7 separate regions of the Mus musculus genome follow, and all the other regions are linked to region 1. Evidence: chromatin contacts called from public HiChIP or PLAC-seq, capture Hi-C and promoter capture Hi-C data. All regions are on one chromosome and are shown on one strand. The core of a region is the stretch at or near the end of the contact, and the rest is flanking DNA. Distances in the headings are between cores, read along the strand shown. Region 1 holds the start of Rbm6 (RNA binding motif protein 6). Region 2 holds the start of Arih2 (ariadne RBR E3 ubiquitin protein ligase 2). Region 3 holds the start of Prkar2a (protein kinase, cAMP dependent regulatory, type II alpha). Region 4 holds the start of Ip6k2 (inositol hexaphosphate kinase 2). Region 5 holds the start of P4htm (prolyl 4-hydroxylase, transmembrane (endoplasmic reticulum)). Region 6 holds the start of Celsr3 (cadherin, EGF LAG seven-pass G-type receptor 3). Region 7 holds the start of Impdh2 (inosine monophosphate dehydrogenase 2).

Evidence for each region. Promoter capture Hi-C pulls out the DNA fragments that hold promoters and counts their contacts. HiChIP or PLAC-seq counts read pairs in DNA pulled down with a chosen protein or histone mark. Capture Hi-C pulls out chosen DNA fragments and counts their contacts.
Region 2: a contact with region 1 is called in a promoter capture Hi-C map of liver, with 2.9 times the contacts expected there. The contact joins the promoter of Arih2 here to the promoter of Rbm6 in region 1. A contact is called at or near these places in 1 of 39 promoter capture datasets (pre-B cells), 2 of 115 datasets of contacts at active chromatin or transcription factors (bone marrow-derived macrophages and pancreatic cancer cells) and 2 of 9 other capture datasets (adipose tissue and liver).
Region 3: a promoter capture Hi-C map of liver shows a contact between it and region 1, with 2.3 times the contacts expected there. The contact joins the promoter of Prkar2a here to the promoter of Rbm6 in region 1. A contact is called at or near these places in 2 of 39 promoter capture datasets (both in liver), 1 of 115 datasets of contacts at active chromatin or transcription factors (microglia) and 1 of 9 other capture datasets (liver).
Region 4: a contact with region 1 is called in a promoter capture Hi-C map of erythroid cells, with 10 times the contacts expected there. The contact joins the promoter of Ip6k2 here to the promoter of Rbm6 in region 1. A contact is called at or near these places in 2 of 39 promoter capture datasets (erythroid cells and liver).
Region 5: a contact with region 1 is called in a promoter capture Hi-C map of liver, with 6 times the contacts expected there. The contact joins the promoter of P4htm here to the promoter of Rbm6 in region 1. A contact is called at or near these places in 2 of 39 promoter capture datasets (cranial neural crest and liver) and 1 of 9 other capture datasets (liver).
Region 6: a capture Hi-C map of macrophages shows a contact between it and region 1, with 5 times the contacts expected there. The contact joins the promoter of Celsr3 here to the promoter of Rbm6 in region 1. A contact is called at or near these places in 2 of 39 promoter capture datasets (both in liver) and 3 of 9 other capture datasets (adipose tissue, liver and macrophages).
Region 7: a contact with region 1 is called in an H3K27ac HiChIP or PLAC-seq map of microglia, with 7 times the contacts expected there. The contact joins the promoter of Impdh2 here to the promoter of Rbm6 in region 1. A contact is called at or near these places in 9 of 39 promoter capture datasets (the C10 cell line, cranial neural crest, erythroid cells and 5 more), 1 of 484 Hi-C or Micro-C datasets (CD4 T cells), 6 of 115 datasets of contacts at active chromatin or transcription factors (astrocytes, bone marrow-derived dendritic cells, effector CD8 T cells and 3 more) and 3 of 9 other capture datasets (adipose tissue, liver and macrophages).

What each region holds. Positions count from the first base shown.
Region 1 is chr9:107,871,356-107,874,447 of GRCm38.p6, reverse strand. Rbm6 (RNA binding motif protein 6) reads left to right here and starts at 1,629. Exons shown (of 21, transcript NM_011251.3): 1 at 1,629-1,799.
Region 2 is chr9:108,648,045-108,651,488 of GRCm38.p6, reverse strand. It overlaps Arih2 (ariadne RBR E3 ubiquitin protein ligase 2), which reads left to right and starts at 2,081. Exons shown (of 16, transcript NM_011790.5): 1 at 2,081-2,260.
Region 3 is chr9:108,690,883-108,694,091 of GRCm38.p6, reverse strand. It overlaps Prkar2a (protein kinase, cAMP dependent regulatory, type II alpha), which reads right to left and starts at 1,949. Exons shown (of 11, transcript NM_008924.3): 1 at 1,380-1,949. The coding sequence starts at 1,635.
Region 4 is chr9:108,782,481-108,785,813 of GRCm38.p6, reverse strand. Ip6k2 (inositol hexaphosphate kinase 2) reads right to left here and starts at 2,002. Exons shown (of 6, transcript NM_001379600.1): 1 at 1,944-2,002.
Region 5 is chr9:108,595,897-108,599,137 of GRCm38.p6, reverse strand. It overlaps P4htm (prolyl 4-hydroxylase, transmembrane (endoplasmic reticulum)), which reads left to right and starts at 1,526. Exons shown (of 9, transcript NM_028944.4): 1 at 1,526-1,930; 2 at 2,158-2,239. The coding sequence starts at 1,574.
Region 6 is chr9:108,824,279-108,827,512 of GRCm38.p6, reverse strand. Celsr3 (cadherin, EGF LAG seven-pass G-type receptor 3) reads right to left here and starts at 1,468. Exons shown (of 36, transcript NM_001359572.1): 1 at 1-1,468. The coding sequence starts at 1,193. It overlaps Gm35025 (a long non-coding RNA gene), which reads left to right and starts at 1,393. Exons shown (of 2, transcript XR_871161.3): 1 at 1,393-3,031; 2 at 3,148-3,234.
Region 7 is chr9:108,558,604-108,561,958 of GRCm38.p6, reverse strand. It overlaps Impdh2 (inosine monophosphate dehydrogenase 2), which reads right to left and starts at 1,523. Exons shown (of 14, transcript NM_011830.5): 1 at 1,328-1,523; 2 at 877-925; 3 at 261-362; 4 at 102-176. The coding sequence starts at 1,425. It overlaps Qrich1 (glutamine-rich 1), which reads right to left. Exons shown (of 10, transcript NM_175143.5): 10 at 1,792-2,713. The coding sequence ends at 2,521.

The DNA.
Region 1 (3,092 bases), core at 380-2,879:
CTGGATAGCCCATTAAGCCCCATTTAAAGCATTCCACTGCTTTCCAAATCTAAAGTCCCCAAACCCACATTCTTCCAAACAAAATCATGGTCAGGTCTGTCACTGCAATACCCCAGTCTCTGGTACCAACTTCTGTCTTAGGTTTTTACTGTTGTGAACAGACACCATGACCAAAGCAAGTCTTAGAAATTACAACATTTAATTGGGGCTGGTTTACAGGTTTAGAGGTTCAGTTCATTATCCTCAAGGCAGGAACATGGCATCCAGGAAGACATGACTTAGGAGGAGCTGAGAGTTCTACATCTTTACCTGAAAGCTGCTAGCAGAATACTGACTTCCAGGCAGCTAGGATAAGAATCTTATTGCCTACACCCACAGTGACACACCTACTCCAACAGGGTCACAACTTCTAATAGTGCCACTCCCTGAGCTGAGCATATGCAAACCATCACACAGGGGTTCCTTTTTGTAGCCCAGACTGTACTAGAACTCACTCTGTAGAACAGGCTTGCCTTGAACTCAAAGGTACATCTGTTTCTGCCTCTGGAGTGGAGGGATTAAAGTATTGCACCATCACTTCCTGTCTCCATGCCCAGCTTTTTCCAGTGGGCATTTATGGCAGCAGCATTTATTGATATTTTATTTGTCACATATGTACAGTCCCCTCAGAGGCTAGAAAAGAGCATTGGATCTCTTTGAACTGAAGGAACAGAGGATTGTGAACCGCCACGTAGTTTTTGGGAATTGAACCTCTGGAGAGCAACCAGTGTTTTTAACTGATGAACTGTTTCTCCAAGTGTCTTTCTTTGACCTTGAAGAATCGAATTAGGCTACAATATCATATATCGCCAGGGCATACACACAAGGCACCAGGTGGCTGGGATAAGCAAACCCCTCACAATATAGACAATCTACCTGAGAACTTGGGAGTCAGGTAGATCATTAGCTGGAAGATTCTGGAAGAGGTTGCGTATCAACAGTTACTTTGCTTTCTTTCCGTTAGAATTACGATGTGCAGTTTTTGTGGCGAGTCACGCGTGTCTACATTTATTGCCTAGAGCTAGCGGGACCTGTAGAAACAAGTTTTATTATTTTTTTTTAATGGGTTGAGCTACTGAACCTTTTTACACGGATGATTTCCGCCTGGAGTGTTTGACCAGAAGTCTGTCGGAAGGTAAAAAAGGACGAGTCTTTGGGTCCTAATACTTCAACTCAAGCAGTACTTTTGCATTTATTCTCTGGACTTAGGTAGAAGGGGTCTTATTTATGTAGCCGAAAAGCCAGCAGCCCTTTGCCGTAACGGAATAAGACCGGAAAGATCTCCTCCCATTTTCTGCACCCGAACTGACAATCTCTCTCTTTCCCAAGGGGCAAGGCAGGACCGTCCCCCAGCACCTGGCAGGGTGTGTCACTAGGCTGTCTAAGCCACCCGGACCCCTTGCACACTTGCGAGGAAAACACCAGAGAAGCAGTGACAGCACTGAAGCCAAACCATAACTCCCGGCAGGCCCTGCGGAGAAGCGTGCCTTCTAATTGGGCAGTGGCTAACAGCGTGCCTTTCCATTGGGCAGCAGCTCCACCAGCCGTCAAAGCCGCTGCGCGCAGGGCACGGCGGGAGAGGAGGCCGCGGGATTTGCGGCCGTACTTCATCTCCCGGCGGGCCCAGCGCTGAAGGCGGTGGCGCGACGCCTTTGTGGAAGCCGGAGCCCACCGGGAGGAAGTTCCGGTCTCCGGGACGCTGGGTCCGTGGCGGCCTCTGAGGAGGAGGAGAAGCGGGCCGCGGCGGCTACGCTGCTTTGGTAAGGGCCCAGGCTAGGAGAGAGGGCGTGCCCGAGCTTCTGGGACGGGGTCAGCGGGCCTGGCGGCTCTGGAAATCGCGGGCCCGCGCGGCCTAGCAGCCGTGGCTTCGAAGACACGGGGCGGCCGCGGCCTCGCTCGCTTGCGAAAACAGTCGTGTGTCGCGGGAGGCGCCGCTCGCGGCAGGAACGCCCCGGAACGGTCGCGGGCCCGGGGCGGGGCCCGAGGCGGCTGTAGAATTACCGGTCCCAGCGCGGAGCGGCCAGCTGTGGGGCGAGGGACCCGCGCGTGGCAGCGGTTCTGGCGCTCAGCTCTGTGGTGCTGCAGGAGAGATTTCTTTCTCTTTCCCCTTGTGTTTGTGATCTTGTCCTGAGAGACATCACTAGATACGGAACTCTTGTGCCCTGCAAGTAACCTTGGCCGCCCACCCAGACACCCAACCAGGAAGGTGCGAGAGTTCAGAACCTGGCCCACGGGCCCGTAGAACCGGGAGGTGGGCGAGGGTGACTGGTGGGTTCTGTACCGGTTGGGCGAATGTAGGAGGAGAGTGATGTTCCCACATATTCGTGCTTTAGATTCCTTTTGGCGTTGTTAATAATGTGCTTTTCTTTTAACTTTATAATTGACGTTGAGCTAATGAATTCAAGTGTGGGGTTGCGTTTCTTAATTAAAAACAAAAGGCCTTATTTGTAGAGCACATATACTTGAGGTAGTTTGTATATTTTCTCCTCCCCCTCACCCCCACCCTAGGCATTCTTATTAATTTCAGACTAATTGGATATAAGTTAAGGAGTAGGTTTTTTTTTTTTTCTTTTTTATCCGCTTGATCACCCAGGTCATTTTCTGAACTCTGGATTGTGCCTTAGGATTGTTAGTTTTCAACTTCCTGTTGACTAAATATGTCACAGTTAACATTACTAAGCTTGTGAGAATCAAAGGGGAAAGTGTCAACAGCTAATGACAATGTGGAAAGTAACTTAGCACTAAAATACTAACTTGAGGAAACATAGTGGTTGAATCTACTGCCAGGCTTAGTGGAGTTTAATCCTGAAGTTTAGGAGGATGAGGCAGGAGGATGTCAGGTTTGAAGCGCCCTAAGCTGCATTGAGACCCTAAAAACTTTGAGTCTGAATTTTATTTAGCTCCTTAACTAGTAGTACACTTATATAAATGCTTATCTGCTTATAAAATCTATAGGATTATCTATAGTGTATGTGGTCTATAAGGCAGGTTAGGTAGGACTCAGTTCTCAACCAGCAGAACACCCTTGCTGCTCATTGAATCCAGGGCGCAAG
Region 2 (3,444 bases), core at 832-3,331, 780 kb before region 1:
CAGAGCTCTATCTACCTCCTAAGTGCTAGGATTAAAGGCATGTGCCACCACTGCCTAGCTTTAGTTTCCAATCTTTTACTGCCAGGACCACCCATCCAGAGATGGCACTGTTGATAGTGGGCTGGATCCTCCTACATCAATCATTAATCAAGAAAATGTCTTCGTTACAGGCCAATTTAATGAAGACATTTTATCAATTGACGTGAATCTTCTCTGTAAAAGCAAGTGGCACAGTTTTTTTGTTTTGTTTTTTTGTTTTTTGTTTTTTGAGACAGGGTTTCTCTGTATAGCCCTGGATGTCCTAGAACTCACTCTGTAGACCAGGCTGGCCTCAAACTCAGAAATCTGCCTGCCTCTGTCTCCCAAGTGCTGGGATTAAAGGCGTGTGTCACCACTGCCCAGCTACTTTTTTTGTTGTTGTTAAAGATAATTACTGATCATGTACCTCTGGCTGCCTTGTTGGGCAGCCTGGCACTTAGTATGTAGACCAGGTTGGCCTGGAACTTACTTTCTTTTTTTTTTTTTTTTTTTTTCTCTGTGCAGTCCTGGCTGTCCTGGAACTCATTCTGTAGACCAGGCTGGCCTTGAACTCAGAAATCCACCTGCCTCTGCCTCCCGAGGCCTGGAACTTTCAATGATTCCCCTAGCCTTTGCACCCCAAGTGCTATTCTTGTTCTAGCGACTTTCAACATTTGATTACCCCTGATTTTGATTCATGACCCAAATTTGTAGATATTTTAAGTAGATTGTGTGGCTGCACACATGTGAGTTTGTAAGTTTTAGGTCTGTACAGAGCTTCAGGTTATCCAGGGATATATAGTGAGAACTTTTCTCAAAAAAGAAAAAAAAATTTTTTTTTTAATTTTCTGTTTACAAGTATGTGTGTGCCGGAAGAGGTTCAAAGAGGGCTTCGGATCCCCTGGACATTATCAATAGTGGGCAAGGACCTCAGGTTTCTGGAGAGAACAGCAAGAGCTCTTAATGGCCCAGCCAACTCCCAAGTCTCTTCAGTTATATTTTTTCCAAGAATTACATAAAAGAGGCTATTACACGGTCTTTTTTCTTTCTGCCTCACTTTTCCGGGTGTCTTGAATACCAATACATACACTCCAGAAAAGGTAGAACTAGGTTATCTACAGATTTGCACGAACATTGATTTACCTCACAGTGCCTCTGGCTTCACTCCAGTAATTAACATCTCGATGGAGTTGCTACTTGAGCGAGCCTCCTATCAGTCCACAACAAGGCTTGGTGACCAGAACTTGGTGACTGGAGTCCTAATGCAGTCTATATCGTGGGTAGAAGTTGTGCAGCGAAACACTTACGATGTATGAATCTCTGGGTCTGGTAATCTAGCAAGGCAAACCAGCCTTGGCTATATAGTGAGTTGCTTCTAAATATAACCACACCAAACAAAAAATACCCGTCGTGAAGGTGAGTGGAAGTCGGAGAAGTGGGTGGCTAGGGGGATAGTGTCATGAGAAACTAAAGTCTGATTGCTCATGGGCCAGAACTTCCTCCTAACGTACGTAGAAATTCCGAGTATGGCTCATGTCAAACCATAGTTGCCCGGAAACTATGATCTTTTTAACCTACTCCAGTGTTGCCAGAATGTCTTCTCACGCTGTTCGTCAGAGTATAAACAGTGAAGTGGGTAGACGTCTGGTCAGGGGAAAAAAAAAAAAAAAAAGCTAAAAATACCTCATCTAAGGGTCTGATGGCTCAGTGGGTAAAAAGCGCTTACTGCCACGCCTGACAAGTGTTTGATCCTCGAAACCCACATGGTGGAAGGAGAAAAACTGCTCCCGGAAAATTGTCCTCTGACCTCTTCTGCACGCGAGCCGTGCGACACACACAAAATACACGCAAGAAAACCTAAAACTAACTATCGAATAAAGACACTGGTAGGCTATAACGCAGGAAACAAATTCCTACATCATTCCTTCAAAAGCGAACGCTCAGTAGTTCCTCCCAGGGGCTCTCGCTAGAGGATGGTGAGGAAGCGATTCCAACCGACTACGCAGTCGTCAGAAGCCTGGGAGCCTCCAGGGCGACCGCAGGTCGACCCCTACCGGAAGTGACGCGCGGCGCAGAACACTTCCGGAGCTGCGGGGGACGGCTCTGCCGGAGGAAGCTGCGCGGGCCTGAGCCGCGTCCGCCGGCTGCCTCCGCTGCCGCTACGCCTCCGTCAGCCTGGTTTGGTCTGGCTTGACCTGGTCCGGCCGGCCTGGGCTCTGCGGCCGCGAGGTCGCGGCTCCCGGTAAGTGCGCGGCGGGAGTCGAGGCCTTGTTTACTCTTGACTGGCCGCCGGGAGGGGGGGGATCCCCGCGCGTTTCGCCGGCGCGGTCCGGGCTCCGCCTTCGCCGCCGCTTGCGAGGCCGGGCCGTCCCAGGTCCCGACGTTCCCCGCCGACTGATAGGCACTCCCGGAGGCGACAGCCCGCGCCGGCGGGTGCCTGGCGTCTCTCCTGGGTTCCTCTTCCTCGTTGGCTCTTTAGCTCCCCGAGAGGTCGGAGGCCAGGGCCTCTGGCCCGCGAGGCTCGGGTGCGCTCGGGCCTGCCCTTCTGGGCGCTCCAGGCGAACGCACCGCCTCGGAGGCTCCCCGTTTCTCTGGTGGTTGGGAGCTTTGGCAGCGCCAGCCGCACTGTTTGTTAACGCCCGTCCTGGGAAAGGGCCTCCCCGCGCGTGGGTTCCGTGTCCGCGCGAAGACCGGGGCGCCTCGCAGAGACGTGCGACCGGTCACGCCCGACGCCACTGGTCTAGCCTCAAGAGAGGCGGTGGTGTTCTCGGACGAGCTCGCCTTAGTTCTTCTGTTTGTTACTCTGTCTCGTAGAACTTTCTGTCGGCGACGAACACGTTCTAGACCTTTGCTGTTCAGTATGGTAGCCATTAAGCCACACACGGCTTTCGTGTTGACATGTATGTAGTTAGTATATCTGAGAAACTACATTTGACTTTTTAAAAGTAAACTAACTTTCAATAACTCCATGTAATCGGCGGCTACCTGCCATTATTAGGACAGATGCGGTGTCGAGTTGGTTGTTTTTAGACAGTGTCTACATAGTCATGGCTGTCAAGGAACTCACTGTGTAGACTGGGCCGAACTCGAACTCACCTGCTTCTGCCTCTCAAGTGCTGGCATTGAAGGCTTGCACTACCACGCCCGGGATGCTGCTGAGTTTTTAAACAAGTTGCTGATTCATATTTTTCAGCCAAGAAGTTTTCTTCGAAATGTAGTTAATAAATGACTACTGAGGGCCAAGTGTTACAACTGGAGTTAAACATCTGTGCGACTAGCCAATTTTTTTGTGTTCCTGTCAACTTCAAACTAAAAGGTCTTTATCCTTTTGTATGTGGCCATGTCTTGGAAACCAGCTCAAAATGAGTGGCAGGTTTTTTTGAAGATGACTTTAACTCTTGGAAAAAGTACTAATTTTGTACCATT
Region 3 (3,209 bases), core at 700-3,199, 820 kb before region 1:
TCAGCGCTGGAACAGAAAATAAAAGGGCTAGTGAGATGGCTCAGTGCTTAAAGCCACAGGCTGCTCTTCTAAGGAATGCTGTTTTAATTCCCAGCACCTACATGGTGGCTTTCAACCATCTGTATCCTCTTTTGGCCTGAGAGCTGCCTAATATAGTATGCATATACATGAGGCAGATAGACAAACACATAAAGAAAAATAAATCTGCCGGTGTTGGGCATAGATTGCCCATTTTTAATCCCAGCACTACTCAGGAGGCAGAGGCAGGCAGATCTCATGAGGTCAAAGCCAATTTGGTCTACATCATCCAAGGCTACACAGTGAGACTTTGTCTCAAAAAAAAGGGGGGGGGGATTAATTAAAATTAAAACAATTAAAGCAGGCTAACTCTATTATGTTAATAAAGCATAAGTGGAAGCAACCGAGGAAATAAAATTGCTCTTTGACAGTCTTACTTAAATCAAATGAGTAGAATGTTACTTGTATACTTCCCTGCAATCAACACTGGAATCGAGGTATTGATTATGCTCGCCAGTTTGATTCAATTGTTTTAACCATATCGAAACTTGGAGGAGGAGGAGGAGGAAGAGAAGGAGGAACGCATAATTAACTGGACACGAATAAAATGGCATAACTGAAATTTCCTTTACATACTTGAGCAAAGGGAGAGAGGAAATATATATATAGGTAAAACAATAGTGAAAATATTGATAACTGTTGAATGTGAGCGGCAGGCAGTATTGGGGGAGGAGGTTCAGCTACTGAATGTGAGTGACAGCATTTAGGGAGGGGCTCAGCTCATCGTTCCTCTTATGTGTATGCTTATAAGGTTTTCATTGAGGCAGAGGTAGATAGTTGACCCCAAGTTCGAGGTCAGCTTGAACTACCTACTGAGTTCCTGCTTAATCAAGGCGATCGGCCTCGTCTCCAACAGTTTTCAGCAATAACTCTTCCAAAACGGAATTCTTTGCAAATGAAATGATCATCCGGTTTATTCGGGGCGAGCTGCCGGGTGCTGGTGCTCTTGTCTTCGGAAAGCAAGCAGGCTATGGGGTCTAAGGCAAAGAGGCAGAGCAGCTTCTGGCGGGACCGACTCAAGCTCCGCGCCACCACGCGGACCAAAGAACGCGCACGCTTCATTCAAGGCAGAATCTGACAAATCACTCTCCGTGAACGCTCGGGCTCAGAGAACCGCGGAGCTCAATTTGGAATGCTCACACGCCGGGGAACCCAAGCAGCTGGGCTGGAGAGCTCTCGGGTCTCGGCCCAGGGTAAGGCCGGGAGCCGAGCCCAGGGCACCCCTGGTCGGCCCTCGGGTCCCTCCCTGAACCCTTCACTCGGTGCCCACATCGCACCTCGGCCTTGCCCCGCCCGCCTACCTTCCAGATCGGCATCTTCCGAGTCCGAGTCACTCTCCCCGTCCTCCTCGATGACGGGGACTGCGCTGGACTCCTGCGTGTGAAAGGTCGTCGGGGAGACGATGAACGTGTCTGATTCCTGGCGGCGGGCCTCGCGCAGGCGTGTGAAGTACTCCACCGCGAAGTCGACGAGGTCGGGCGGCTGCTGCCGAAGCACCTCCACGGTGTAGCCCTGCAGCAGCTCCGTGAGCCCCGCGGGGATCTGGATGTGGCTCATGCCTGCGACGTCCGAGGGGCCCGGCGGGTCCGGGCGGCCGGCGGCTGCAACCTGCGCGCTCCCTCACGCCGGCCTGTCACTCCGCGCCCGCGGTCTCCCGCGCGGCCCGTCTCGGCCTTCCTCGCGTCGCGCCTTATTCTGGCCGGGTCTGAGTTTGTTGTGCGGGCCGCGCGACCCTTCCGCTAGCAAGCCAGCCTGGCGCCGCTGCTGTTGTCACCCGGCCGCAGCCGCCGCCGCTGCCGCCGCCGCGCCGCCGCCGCCGCGGGGACCGCCGGGCAGGCAAGCTGGACGGGCGCGGCAGGCGCCCGGGTTGTGACGCACGCGGCCGCGGGCGTGCGCGTCCCCGGCCAGGAGCTGGCCCAGAGTGCGCGTGCGCCGCTGAGCCTCCCGCTCTCGGAGCAGCCCATGGTCAAGGTGCGGGAGGCCCCGGAGATGAGGAAAGAGTGGCCCGGCTGCGAGGCGGGCTGGTTAGTGCGTCTCGCCTGGTCACAAAAACCTTTCACTCATGCTTTCGGAGCATGCTGCGAGCCTCTTAAAGGAGTGCCAGGGTCACTGAAGTGACACAGGACCACCTCACCTTGACCCCTGCTCTAGTGGAGGGCCAGAGGGCTTACTCTAGGGAACGACATTAATGCTAAGCCTAAAGTACTGAGCAGGTTTGCCCAGAGAACGATCTGGAGGAAAGTCCTGTACAACAGGAACAAAGACCTAGTCAAGTCAGAAGAACCACCTTGACTGACAGGTAGAACGATGCGTGCCTGACTGCCTGAGGTCCTAAGGAGTCTAATATGACGTCGTGAGATGTCAAAGGGGGAAGGCTTTGTAGGAAGTAAAAGTTTCAGTGAGATAGTCACTTGTGAGCCTCAAGCAGAGAAATAACCCTGAAAGAGCTCGCTCAGCCGATTGTGGGCAGTAAGAAAGCAGAATAATGCCAGGAGCTGGACAGACCTCGGGGCTTGTTCCTCCTTTTGGACACTTCCATCTTGGTCTTCAGGCCTAGACTTAGAGTCCTCCTTCCTCCCCACTCAACCCTGGGCCACACTACTTGGTGAAGTTGAGCAGACCACAGACCGTGTTGTCTTTTGCCTTTGGGAAGAGGGCAGAGGTGAACTAGAGAGGCACCTGCTGTTCCTCAACTTGTTTCCTCCTGTCACCAAACTTGAACAAAAGAAGTTACAGACCTTTCTGGAATATCCAGCCTAGGTGCTGGCCAAAGAGCCAGCGAGAATACTGTTCTCCCTCTCCCTGCCGGAACCAGCCAGCAACTCGTGAGCTTGGGAACCTGAAGGGTATTGGGATTGTTAAGCACCACCTGGTAATTAACCAGTATTAATTAAGATCTCCACTAGCACCGCCCATAAAGGCCTGGCACAAACCCAAAACCTCAGGCTGCTGGGAACTGAGCTGTGTATGGTGACAGGGGAACACCTTACTGAGGTACTCAATGTAGGGGCCAGTCCAGGCTGTAAGCTAGGTAGACCTGAGACTACAAACAGCTATGTGTCCCTGAATGTATGTTGAGTGGCGGCGAAGCAGTATCCAGCATGCTGGCTGGAGGCACTGACAGCATACTT
Region 4 (3,333 bases), core at 753-3,252, 910 kb before region 1:
TACCTCTAATCCTGGCACAAAGAGGCAGGGGCAGGCAAATCTATGAGCTCAAGGCCAGCCTGATCTATACATAATGAGTTCCAGGCCAACCAGAGACCCTGTCTCAAACAAGCAAGCAAGCAAACAAACCAACCTCTTCTCTTAACAGGGAAAACCAGGCCCCAGTGCATTCTCTTTATGAGCCAACAATGGAAATTTTTCACCTCAACAAGCTGGCCTCAGGAAGGCTCAAACTCATCCTTGTTGCCTAGATACCAGTGACATCTCTGGGGCTTACAAAAAGGCCCTGCCATCCTCTGCAAGGGCCCTGCCATTCATCAGTCAGCAATGACTCCTGGCACATTCTAATGTTCAGATACTTGGTTGTAAAGACCAAAATCTGTCTCCTAGGAAACTCTAAAGCGTCAAAGAAATACGATAAACTGGTTTCAACAACAGTAACAGGTCTAGTCCTGCTACTGACACACTTGAATTCTACTCTTAAAAGAAAACTAGAATACAGGTAAACCAGTCTGAGTTACACTCAATAGTTTAACCAACTTGATCTCCAAAAAGATTTAGTAGGCAGTCAGATGGCCTGTTCACACCAAACATAAGTACTCATTTTGTATTTCTATCTGTGGATAGCTGCTAAAATTAAAACAAAACCCTACAATTACACTCTCCACGGCAACAACTTGGTAAATAAGCATCTCCCATCTCTTAAAATGTTATCCCAGGGAAAGTGCAAATACAGCAAACATTTTAAATACTGAAAATCAACAACAATGCTGTCAACAAGGAAGGTCCTTTAAATTTTTCAAAATGTTTGTCTGCATCATATTTGCTGTTTCAAAACTGCCAGGGCTTCTTTCTTTTGGATCTTTTTATTTTCATAAATATTTATTAGTTGACAATTCCAAACATGTATACAATGTATTTTGACCATATCCATCCCCCTGGTCCCTTCTTATCCCCCTCCCACTGCCTCTGGATCCCTTCAGTACTTTTTCTTACAAATATTCGAAATTATTTTGTTCTTGCTCTATGTACATTTCTGCTAACAAAATGTTTATTTACATGCGATGACTAGCTCTATTTCCTTTCGCGTGTAAGAAGAGCCCTAGATTTCACCAGTTCCTACATTTTTCCCCATTTTCCCGCTAGTACAGCTTTCTTGATATTTGATAGAAATTAAAATCCTAAAAACGAATCAAGTCATTAGGAAGGATGCAGAAGATAGATGCAGTCTTGTTATCAAATATGAATAAAATCCCACTCGTGGTAGGAGCATCAGCATAAGAAGAAGAAAAAAGAAGACACCTTCTGATCCATTTTAAGATCTTAAAGGAGAAGAAGGGGAAAAAAAAAAAACCAATAAGGTTGGATGCGCAGATCACCCTCTCCCCCGCCTTTCCGGGATCAAAGAGGAGCTGACTGGCACAACTGACGTTCAACACCCAAAATGGCTGCACATCTGCAGGCCCAGGTAACAACAGTACCTGAGGATCCGGGCTGACCCTTCCATCCAAAGATAAAGACCCCATCCTCAAAGACCAGGGAGATCGTGGCCGGGGGACCTCTGTGAGACCAGAGATCCTGTCCTCCACCGGAAGACCCAGGGAGACCGCTTCAAAACCGGAGAAAGACACTGTCGTCGTCCCCCGCCCCCTCCCCTCCCCCGGTTCCGGGAGACCCTCCAATGCCGGGGGGAAGATTCTGCCCCGTCTCGGTGGGCAACGCTACTCTCCCCAGTAACTGCAAGGTACAATGGCCCCCCGTAAATAGGGAAGGGATGACTACACAAAAAAAGGGGGAGACCGCTTCTCAATGACAGCCATAGGACCCCCTTCACAAACCCAAGCCTCCCAGGGATCCCGGAGCCCGGCCGCTACCAGCACCGAAAACCTCTTCCCCTGAGCCCCGGGGTGACAGGGCCACGGGCCGGGCGGGGCGGGCGTTACCTGCGGCCACAGCCCAGTCCCGCGACGCTTCCGTCCTATTGTTTCTCTTCCACCAAAATGGCTGCGGCCGCGCTCAGCCCCGCCCCCCAACCTCGCTCCCAGGGCCCCTCGCTATTGGCTCGCACCCGAAGCCGCGCAAGCGGACTGGGCGGCCTGGAAGACTGTTGCTAGGGCGCCGGGATTCGCTTGGGGCGGCTTCCTGAATGGGCAAGGGGCGGGAAGAGGCGGGGCGTTGTCCTGAGTGAGGAGGGTGGCCAGTCTGTTCTGGAGTTGAAGTAACTGATGGGCTGTGTGCCAAATGGATCGATTGCAGGATGCCTAGGGTAAGGGTGGATGGACAGACAGTCCTGGTTTGCCCCGCACTGGGGAGTTTCCTAGGATACAGGAATGTCAAGGCCAGTATTCATTCTGTGATAAACTGCAAAGCTGGTCAACCTAGCAGATGGATGGACAGAACTACATGTCGCTAAGATGGATAAAGGGATAGCAGCAGGGAACAGAGAGAATGACTACAGACGATAGACAAATACATGGCTCTATAGGAGGCCAGTAAGACGGCTCAACAGGTCAAGCCGTTGCTCTGTTTCTCTCTGGCTCTTTGTCTCTGTCTCTCTCTCACTCACAAACACACACTCACACCACACACACTATAATAATTTTTAAAAAATGTTTAGACAGGTGAACAGATGAGTGGACAGACAGACAAGATAAAAGCCAATAGAAGTCTGATCAGAGGGATGTATAGGGTCCTCGGTAAATTGATAGGTCTGGAGCATAGAGCTCATCCAAGACTCCTTTGTCTGGAGCCTGTGTCATTCAGAAGGTCTCCTGCATGAGTGAACGAGTGTCAGCGCAGCCAGGAAAGGCAAGGAGCACGATGGGAACCATGGGCATGGGATGACCTCCTTCTTGGCTATTGGCCTTTCTGTAAAGGATGCCAGAGTTGTAACCCTGCATCCTGGGCATTAGCAAAGATGTAGCTCATAGGTTTTTAAAACTGAAGTATTTATTAAGCACCTACACTCTGCAGTGAGTGCAGTAAACAGATTTTTTTAATCCCTGCTTTCTAAAGGTGGACAAGAGAAACTCCTATTACCAACAGGTTCCTCTTGGAATCGCCTTCCCTTGAGGCCTTCATGGCTCTGTGTTCAGTTCTGTCTAGTTTTTCTTTTTCACATTTTTTCCTCTCTGTCTATACCCACTTACCCCGGGTCGTGGTTTTGTTTTTAAAATATTAACTAATTGAGTCCAGATCCCTCTCTGTAGCCCAGGCTGGCCTCAAAATTAAGGCAATTCTTCAGCATCAACCTTCCTCTTACTGGGATTACAGGCATGAACCGAGAGGCCCAGGTTTCAGGTTTAAATGCCAACTTCATGTTAATCGACCCCA
Region 5 (3,241 bases), core at 277-2,776, 720 kb before region 1:
ATAATACATTGTGAAAAATTACTGTTTTAAAAAAAAATGCCTTGGCCGCTGCTTTATAATCTGAGTTTTATTTTCTTCAGAGGTGTCCTGATTAGGGGAAAGCCTTCCACCCTCCCTCTTCCCATCCAGGAGCTAAGGCAAGCGTCACAAACAGCACCTGCTTCATTTTGAGGGACACTGGGTGGAGCCCAACCTGGGCACCCTGGGCAGCCTCTCACCAAAGTCTGACTTGCAGGATTCCCTCAGTGGTCCAGTCTGACTGCCGAAGGACCTTCAAGAATATCTTGAATATCTTGGTGCATACCTAGTAACTCCAGCATTTTAAAATATATATATTCAGACACTCCAGAAGAGGGTATCAGATCTCATTACTGATGGTTGTGAGCCACCATGTGGTTGCTGGGATTTGAACTCAGGACCTTCGGAAGAGCAATCAGTACTCTTAACCACTGAGCCATCTCTCCAGCCCTAACTTCAGCATCTGAGAGGTGGAGGCAGGAGAATAAATTTATCCTCTGCTCCTTTCAAGTTTGATGAGCAAGCCTGAACTATATGAGACCCTGTCTGGGTTGGTTTTTGTTTTGGGGTGTTTTTTTTGTTTTTTTGTTTTTGGTTTTTTTTTTGGTTTGGTTTGGTTTTTTGTTTGTGTGTATTGTTTAAAAACAATTTAATAATAAGCCGGGTGTAGTGGTGCATGCCTTTAATCCCAGCACTCGGGAGGCAAGAGGCAGGGGGATTTCTGAGTTTGAGGCCAGCCTGGTCTACAAAGTGAGTTCCAGGACAGCCAGGGCTACATAGGGAAACCTTGTCTCGAAAAAACAAAACAAAACAAAACAAACAAACAAACAAAAAACAACAAGAAAAAAATTTTAATAAAAGCAAAAACGGAAGCTGGAGAGAGGCTCTTTAGCTAAGATCCATCTTGGAGAACACACCGGTTCTAGTCCCAGCACCAACATAGAGACTTAAAAACGTCTGTAAGTCTCTCCAGCTCCAACGCCCCTTCTGTCCTCATATACAGACATGCATGGAGTGCACATACCCATAAACAAACCACCCCATAGACATAAAATGTTTTAGTTAAATAAATCGAACTCGTGGGAACTGCTCTATAATCTCATCATCCAGTGTGCAGTCATTGGCCTCAGCATCCCACTATGTCGTATGTCCCATTTCTATCACTCTCTGACTCCCTTCTCCCAAGAGTGAGAAAATGCCCACTACACTTTCTGGGGCCGGGGGGGGGGGGGGGGGGCGTCTTCTCCCGGGAACCAAGAAACTACTAGTTGCAATGGTGTCTGTCCTAACGGTGCTCCGCTGATGTGCCTCCATGTTTGTGGATGGCCTTCTGCACTGGAGTATATACAGCTCCATAAACGACCAGCCGGGTGTGAGCGAGGTCCCAGGATCTCAGTATGGACCGATGGGTGCGGCTCCGTGTAGGCACAGCATCCCGGAGCACCGTCTCCTAGTGACCGCCGGGCGCGCTGACTCTGCCGTCCGGGTCCCAGCGACTGCGCAACGCGAGCACCCCCGCGGCCCCTCCCCTGGGCGCGCGCGCGACCTGGGCGCCATGGCGGCAGCGGTGGCGACCGTGCAGCGGCCTGAGGCTGAGACAGTCGAGGAGGCCTCAAATCTTCAGTGGCCGCTACCACCGGAGCATCGCCCTTCCGGGGCAGCGACCAGACCAGGCGATAGTGAAGACGCCCCGGTGCGGCCACTGTGCAAGCCGCGGGGCATCTGTTCCCGTGCCTACTTCTTGGTGCTGATGGTGTTCGTGCACCTGTACTTGGGCAACGTGCTGGCCCTGCTGCTCTTCGTGCACTACAGCAACGGAGACGAGAGCACAGACCCCGGACCCCAGCGCCGCGAGCAGAGCCCCCAGCCAGTGCCAACCTTGGGTCCCCTCACCCGGCTGGAGGGCATCAAGGTAAGAACATCCCCTCCTCTCCCGCCCCGAGCGGAGCTTCAAGCACTGCCAAGCCGAGCCAGAAGGAACCGTGGCTCAGCTCTGGGCCACCACGGTGCCCCACGCATCACTGTGTGCGGGTCACGCGCGCGCCTACTTACTTTGCTACTGTCGCTCCCTGACACGGGACTTTTTCTTGAGCAGTGCGGCCTGGCACACCAGCTGCCTGCTGTGTATTTTTCCTTTAGGTGGGATATGAGCGGAAAGTCCAGGTGGTCGCGGGCAGGGATCACTTCATCCGAACCCTCAGCCTCAAGCCGCTGCTTTTTGGTAAGTCTGCAGGACACTTCTGGGAAGGGCCGGGGAGGCTGCAGTGTCCACCCCAAGGCTTCTTTTGACCGTGTGTTTACTATTTTGAACATGGCTGCTTCGTAGATGCGCTCTCTGAATCCAGTTTACTAAAATAGAGCTTCCTTTTCCGTAACCGGACAGAGAGGTTCGTTTTCCACACTTCCCTCAGCGGACCCTTCCATCATAGGCTGGGCAGCACGACCCTGAGACAAATGTTCCAACTGTTTATTGAAGTTATCTTTGGGCAGTCTGTGCTACGAATCTATCACCTTCCAGATCAGGGCAGGGTGAGAGACTGATAACCAGGTGCCAGCTGACCCGGGGGCCTCTGGGGAGATCACATTCCCAAAGCTAATCCTGTGGTCTGATGAGAATCAGGCCGTCCATATTGGAATGAACTGACAACCCTCAAAGCCAGCGGCCCCCCCCCCCCCAGAGGGGCACCATTCAAAGGCCCAACTTCTTGCTTCCAGTATTCAAGATTCTTAGGACTCCTGTCTTTCACCCTTCATGGGCAGAGCCTATTAGGGTGACCCATTTTAGCCACATCACACACAGCTCCTGTTTTCTGAGTTCTTAGTAGATGATAGGCTTCAAACACCTAACCATGGTGTTGTGGAGACCCCCCCAAGTCCTCCAAAGACTATCAATGTCAACATGGGGAGGGCACTATGTCCACAGACCTTGCCTGGGTTAAATTTCTGCAACCCTAGCTGGGCAGTGGTGGCACCTGCCTTTAATCCCAGCACTTCGGAGGCAGAGGCGAGTAGATCTCTGAGTTCATGGCCAGCCTGATCTACAGAGCAAGTTTCAGGACAGCCAAGACTACACAGAGAAAAACCTGTATCAAAACAACAATGACAGCAAACAAACAAAACAAAACAAAAACAATCTATACATGGCCTTGGTGGTGTGAATCAGCAGACCCAGGGCTGCCTTTGGCTGCTAAGGAATGGAGTTTGTAGAGAGCATTAAGAGATC
Region 6 (3,234 bases), core at 219-2,718, 950 kb before region 1:
TCCTGTGCTGTTACTCGAAGGTAGTGGCGTTCCATACTCTCACGATCCAGAGCGGCAGCCGTGCGGATGAGGCCACTCTGAGGATCAATACTGAAAAGCTCCAGCGAGCGGCTGTTCATGAGCGCCGCCAGCGAGTAGATGAGGCGCCCGGCCTCGCCTGGGTCCGGGTCTTGTGCCACCACGCGCAGTACTGATGTGCCCGCTGCCTCATTTTCAGGTACCAGTGTCTGGTAGTTGTATTGAGGAAACTGCGGGTGGCGGTTTGCAGCACGACGAGGACGAGCCTGGTTAGTTGAGAGTATTTGCTTGGCTTCAGGACCAGTCGGAAACCCGGGAGGGCGCGGCCCAGGGCGCTCAAAGAGGAAACGGCGGCGGAAGAGACCGCGGGAGCGCATGCGCCCGGGAGCTGTCCGAGACTCGCGAGGTGCTGAACCCGGCGTAGGAGCTGTCCTCACAGCACGTGGTGCTGAATCCTCCCCCAGGCCAGATCCTAAAGAGCCGGGGAGGCAGTCCCGCCGAAAGGGTCCCCTGTCCACTGTGGAAGTCGCGGATCTCTCACCCTGACCCTTGTGTCCTGGCTCCCACAGCTTCCCGCAGCAGCGAGAGGTTTCCACTCTTTTGCGGATGCTTCTCCTAGCATTACGCTGGAAGGCCACTGGCCTGGAGCCATCAGGCTGAGCCAGAAGTTCTGAAGGGTGAGGAGAGCTGTTCCTCAGATCAGAATCCCCTGGGGACAGAGCATCGAGTGGCAGGCTACCTCTTCGTAAAGGCCCTGTCCGCCCACAAGAGGAGATCTCTGGGTGCCAACATAACAGATACCCTGGACCCTGACCTGCCTCTTGCTCGCGACTACCCAATGCCTGGACCACCACCTCCGCGTTTGGTTGCTCAGGGGCCCCTCGACCATTCCGGGCGTTTTGCCTACCTACTCGGAGCCTCATGAAGACAGGCTCCCTGACCCCCAGGCCAGGATCTCCATCTTCCCAGACGCCGGGAGATTCGGGACAAAGAGCTACGGCTCCACTGCCGATTTGCGCTCTTGGCCCAGTAGTAGTAGCAACCCCTGGGTCCCAGTCCTGGTCCCCACCGCCCCCCAGCTCCTCCCGGCTAAAAGGGAACAAAGAGAGGAGAAGGAGCAGTAGTACCGGGGTCGACGGTCCCGGGAGACCCCACCATAGAGGCCGCCTCGCCATCACCCCCGCCTCCCGTCACGGCCTCCGCCGCCCCCCGCCCGGGTCCGGGCCTTGGGCCCGCCCCGCTGCTCTGGCCCCCTCCTGGGCCCCTGCCGCCGCCCCGGCCCTCCGCCCCTCTGCCCGTCGCTCCGCGCCGCCACTGCTCTCTGGGCACCATCTACTCCGCGGCCAGAGCCCCTTTGGCATACGGCCCCGGCTTTTGCCGCCCCCACCACAGCATCCCCGACGCCGCTGCCGCCTCCCGACGCTCCAACATGGCTCCCGGCCGCTCCGATGGTTTGCTCCACCTCCGCCCCGATGCCCCAAACCTGGTGGTACAGCCCGTCGCGCATGGCAGTTCTGGCGACTGAAGCCGTTACCGCCATCTTTATTGAGAACAGAAGTGCTGCCCACGGTGCTGAACGGAGCTGGGAGTTTCTCCGCTACTCTGCCACCGCCCTCCCTCTCATCCTAGTGCGCTATTCCAGCGTGGCTTCCTAGTCTTTCTTCAGACCGAGAATCTCGTCTCCCTTTAGAGCGCTAGTTCCGAGCCCTAACACCCATTTTGGTTTGAAAATGTGCTGTCATCGGTCTGGGAAGGGTTACCATATAGAATCCTGGGACTGTGAAAATAATGGCCAGACACCGGCCTGGTTCAAACAATAGCGTTAACTGTTTATTAACAAGTTTAACTTATGAGAAACATGTCGCAAAAATCTCCTTGTTTGCTCCTACAGAACAGGATCTGAAAACGACCCTTCTGAGACAGGAAGAGAAGCCAACTCTTCTCCGCCACGAGAGTCACTAGCGGTCTCCCAGACTTGGGAGAGACACCACGTCTCTCTAGGCTATGGTTCTTTCCAGTGTTCTGAGATGCCACGTGGAACCCAGGGTTGTACAACTGTGGACCCAGCTTCCTCAGATCTCCGCCCCCTCGCCTGCGACAACTGCATCCTTTAACCCCTTGAAGAACCCGACAGAAGCTCAGTTCTCCCTAGTCCTGGTCCAGTCTAGCTTTCCGTCCAACTCCTGGCACGCGCGCATCTCAACCAACCAATAGCTAGATGTGGCGCAACAGACGTCACAGAATCCTAGAGAAAGGCGGCGCATTCCAATTAGAGTGTCATTGTTTCTATTGGCACAATGGGAGACCCCGCCCCTCTCGGAGGACTCCATTGTATGCGGGAGGTAGGAGGGCCTCGCGGGTTCCACGCTAGCCAGCAGAAATAATCCAAAAGACGCGCTATATTGATCAGCCTCCAAACTTGGCATCGGTGATGAGCTGCAACGCAAGGTGCAGGGGACTCATTCATTCTGACACCGAGACAGGAGTCAGGCCTAGGACCCCAGAACATTGCCCTGGGTGCGGTTCCCCCGGCTGAGTGGTTACTACTTCAAACAGTCCAAGAACTCCTGGCCAAGACCTCTGGCCCGCCCCCAAATGGTAGCTATGACATCACCAGCAACCAATCAACGCATTCTCTCGCTCCTGGGTTTCTTTGCTTCGGGGAGGTTTGGCTCACTCGGGTTGCACTGGACGAGGCTGCTGTGATCTGACCCATGGGTATCAGCTGTAGTGTTTGGGGTCGTTAAGTCTTAAGACTCAAGTCAGAGTTCCGTGACAGATACACCATTTGTGCGTGTAGGTGGACTATGTACAGCGGCACTAAAGAAAGTACTCCGTAGGATTGTAGTTCCTGACTAGAGAAGAGAGGAGCGGGACCTGGTTTTGAAGCGCCCGCCGCTCTGTGGGTCCACAGACTAGCTAGTGGAAAGCGCAAATCTCAGGTTGAACAAGGAGGAAACCAGCTGGAATCACAGAGGAGACCCCTGAATGACCTTAGGGATCTGGACTTCCGGTACGAGTTGCCTGAGCAGCACTTTTAGGATGCCATCCCGGCTCTTGCCGCGTGGGCAGATGTGTTAAGTAAGGCACCTTGGCTGAGGGAAATCGTTCCGTTTTCCCCTCATGCAGGGCTGGTGACTGGCCTCCACCTTTGACGTCTCCGTGGCGTCTACTAGAGACGACATTCGAGGCGGCTGCGGGCGTGAGACTGTCTCC
Region 7 (3,355 bases), core at 274-2,773, 690 kb before region 1:
CTCACAGCAGGAGAAAGGACGCTTAGCAAAACAAACCCTCCACTTCCACCCCACGCCTCTAATTCCCAGCAACTCTTGGCCATGATGCTTGGCCTTCTAACCTTCACTTTCCGAACTTCATTGGCCTGGAATTCAGGTGTGCAGTTGTGGTGGATGAAACCAATACCTCCTGTAAGCTACAAGACGAACACACAAGTAAGTGATAAAACAGAAACACAATCTTTGGCTATAAGATGGCACCCATGGCGCTCAAGCCTTACCGCCATCGCGATGGCCATTCCAGCCTCTGTGACAGTGTCCATGGGTGAGGAAACCAATGGGGTCTTTAGTGTAATCTTCTTAGTTAGAGCAGACGTCAAGTCCTGAGGAGAAAAAGGACCAGCAAAGGAAAATACAGCTTATTCCTCAGGGTCCATCCCAGGAGCCCTGGGTGAGCTGCCATGTTCACCACAAAGCCTAGCCTGGTGCAGTAAGCTCACAGTAACGAACAGCAGCATCTTACCCCTCCTAGATATTTACCAATCCAGTTCCTAGAGTGGGTACAGGGGCACATGCCTACTGTAATAACAGTACCCACTCAGAAACAAGACTGAGCGTTGACACTAATAATTAGGGTCAACAAAACCACTTCTGGAACAGCCAAAGTAATGTAGGCAGGCTGTCTCAAAAACAAAATAGAGCCAGGCAGAAGTAGCGCACGCCTTTAATCCCAGCACTTGGGAGGCAGAGGCAGGCGGATTTCTGAGTTCAAGGCCAGCCTGGTCTACAGAGTGAGTTCCAGGACAGCCAGGGCTATACAGAGAAACCCTGTCTCAGAAAAAAAAAAAAAAAAAAAAGGAACCCCCCAAACCAAAAATCCAGTGCCTTATTACTCACCACCTGATCTGCAGTGAAGTCGATATACCCAGGAAGAATGAGAAAATCACTGTAGGAGGGAAATAAGCAGGTCTCTCAGGCTTGTGACACCAAGAAACTTCAACTCCATATATCATCCCATAAAACTCTTGAGCAGGGAGTTGTACCAGCAAGTGTGACACAGGCAAAATGTCACTGGGTGGATGCCACCGAGGTGTCATTAGTGCACGCTAACATATTCCACATATCCAGAGAACTGTGTCTCACGACTCAAGTATTAAATACTATTGAAATCACCCTCTAAACCCCTGCCCCTGCTTCACATATGTCGAAGTTAGTCTTCGGCGATAAGGAATTCCCGGATTCTGTTCCCCATCCGCTCCCACCAGTTTCAATGAAGCCCTCCCTCATCCGGCCTTCTCGCCAGCGTGCGGCCCCTCGCCTCGCCCCGATGGGTGCCCTAGACCCGCACTTGTAGGTGAGGCCGTCCCCGCAGTTGAAGAGCTGCTGCGCTGTGAGCCCGTCGTCCGGCACGTAAGAGGTGCCTCCGCTAATCAGGTAGTCCGCCATGACCACGGAGGAAGACAGACGCGTGGCTCCGAGAACCGCGCCGCTCCGAGGACCGCGCCGCAGAGGCCTCTGCCGTCCGGACCGCGCCAATATAAACTAGATTATTCCGTCACACGTTGCGTGCGTCGATGACGCCAGGCGTAGGGCGTGCGTACTGAGGGCCACGCCCCGTATAGAGGCGGAGCTGGCAGAGCTGGGTAACCACGTGCTTATCGAGCTCACAGGCCCAAGGCCAAAGGCCTGTTTCCTGTCCCACCCCTCCCCGCATCCCACCACAGCAGGATCCAGGCCCATTCAATTAAGTTTTGTTTCCACTCCCCCGCCCCCGCAGAGCTCCTCCCCCAAATAAAGACACGTTCTCCAGTAGCTTGTTGAAAAGACGTGCTTGTCATTCTTAATAAACAACTAGAATAAGAATACATAAGAGAAAGAGTGGTATCTTTATATGATACACAAGTGTATGTTACAAGAATTCCATCAGGCACAGGAGCCTCATTTTTAAGGCCTCAATGTTAGGCCAAAAAAAAAAAAAAGCGCATGGTAAAGTTTTTACTTTAACTTTTATGTCACTTGTCATAAAGAAGGGTGTAATAGAAATTGTCTGGATAAAAATCATAATTGAAGTTCCCCTTATTCTTCTTCCATCAAGATGTTAAGTTTATGTCTGAGCATTACAAAAAAAAAAAACAAAAAACAAAAAACAAATGTGGCTCTGAGTGGTCAGTAAAGTTTGCCGATTCCGAGTGACAGGCTGATGCATCAGCAGCTCCATCTTCCCTGAGGAAGGGAAGGGTCTGTATCTCTCCATACAGTCCAAGTTCCTTTCCCCACGCCCCAGACAAAAGAAAAAAAGAGAAAAGAAAAAGCCAACCACTTCCTAGGACACCAGGTTCTCAGAAAACCCAGATCCCTATGAACCAGGGGTCTGCCCATTTTATGAAGATGCAAAGAGGGCAATATCGTCTTTTACATTTTGAACAGAAGTAGCCTGAAAAGCATCATAACTACAAATTAAAAAAAAATGTGGAGGCCTCTCCTTTAGTGTGAAAGTCTGTCTGGTTTTTCCTGGATCTTTTTTCCTATAGCTGAGGCACCTCAGTGCATGGTGGTTGCATTGGCCACGGCAATGGCTTCTTGGATTTCTCGTATAACCAGGATCCGGGTCAGCATCTGTCCCATCTGTTCTCTGCTGATAGGCTGGACTGAGTACCAGATTGGGCTGTTGGGAGCTACAACTGGCTCAGGTGTCAGGTAAAAGGTGTCATTTCGGCCTTTCACACTCTGAGGGCTGAAGAAGAATTTCAGTAAGTAATAGCATAATTCTAACCCTTCCTGTTTGAGCCTCCCAAACAATTTCAGGTTGAACTACTTAAATCTATCTATATCCCATTGGCAGCAGATAAGCATCTAGAAGACCTAGCTCCAGCTGTTTACCCACATTGTTTTTAACTCAGCAGCAAAGGCCAATAACCACCTTCTCTGGGCTCAGTACCTCTTCAGTACTCAGTACCTCTTCAGTACTCAGCGTGCTCCAACAGTCTCACAGCCATTCCCTCATCCACTCAAAATTTAAGGAACATGTGTCAGCTTTATATTAGGTACAGATGTTAATTAAGTGGGCAGGGTTCCTGACATGTTATAAAAATATGTAAGAACTGATACTAGGTAAGAGCGACAGAGGAAATAGCTGAGGACAAAGGTAGGCGATCTAAATATGCTTTATTGGAGCTGCTAGTAATGTCCAGAAAAGGGAAAACTCTTGGATGTAAAGTATGGTTATGGGCTTTTCAAGCAGCAGACATGAAATAGCAATGCAAGTGCATTGGGAAATTGTTCATCACTTATAGAAGAGTGACGAACTCACTGAAGGTTTTATTCTAATGAAAGTACAAAGACCCATAGCCACAAAAGCTGTTCTGACATTGATAGG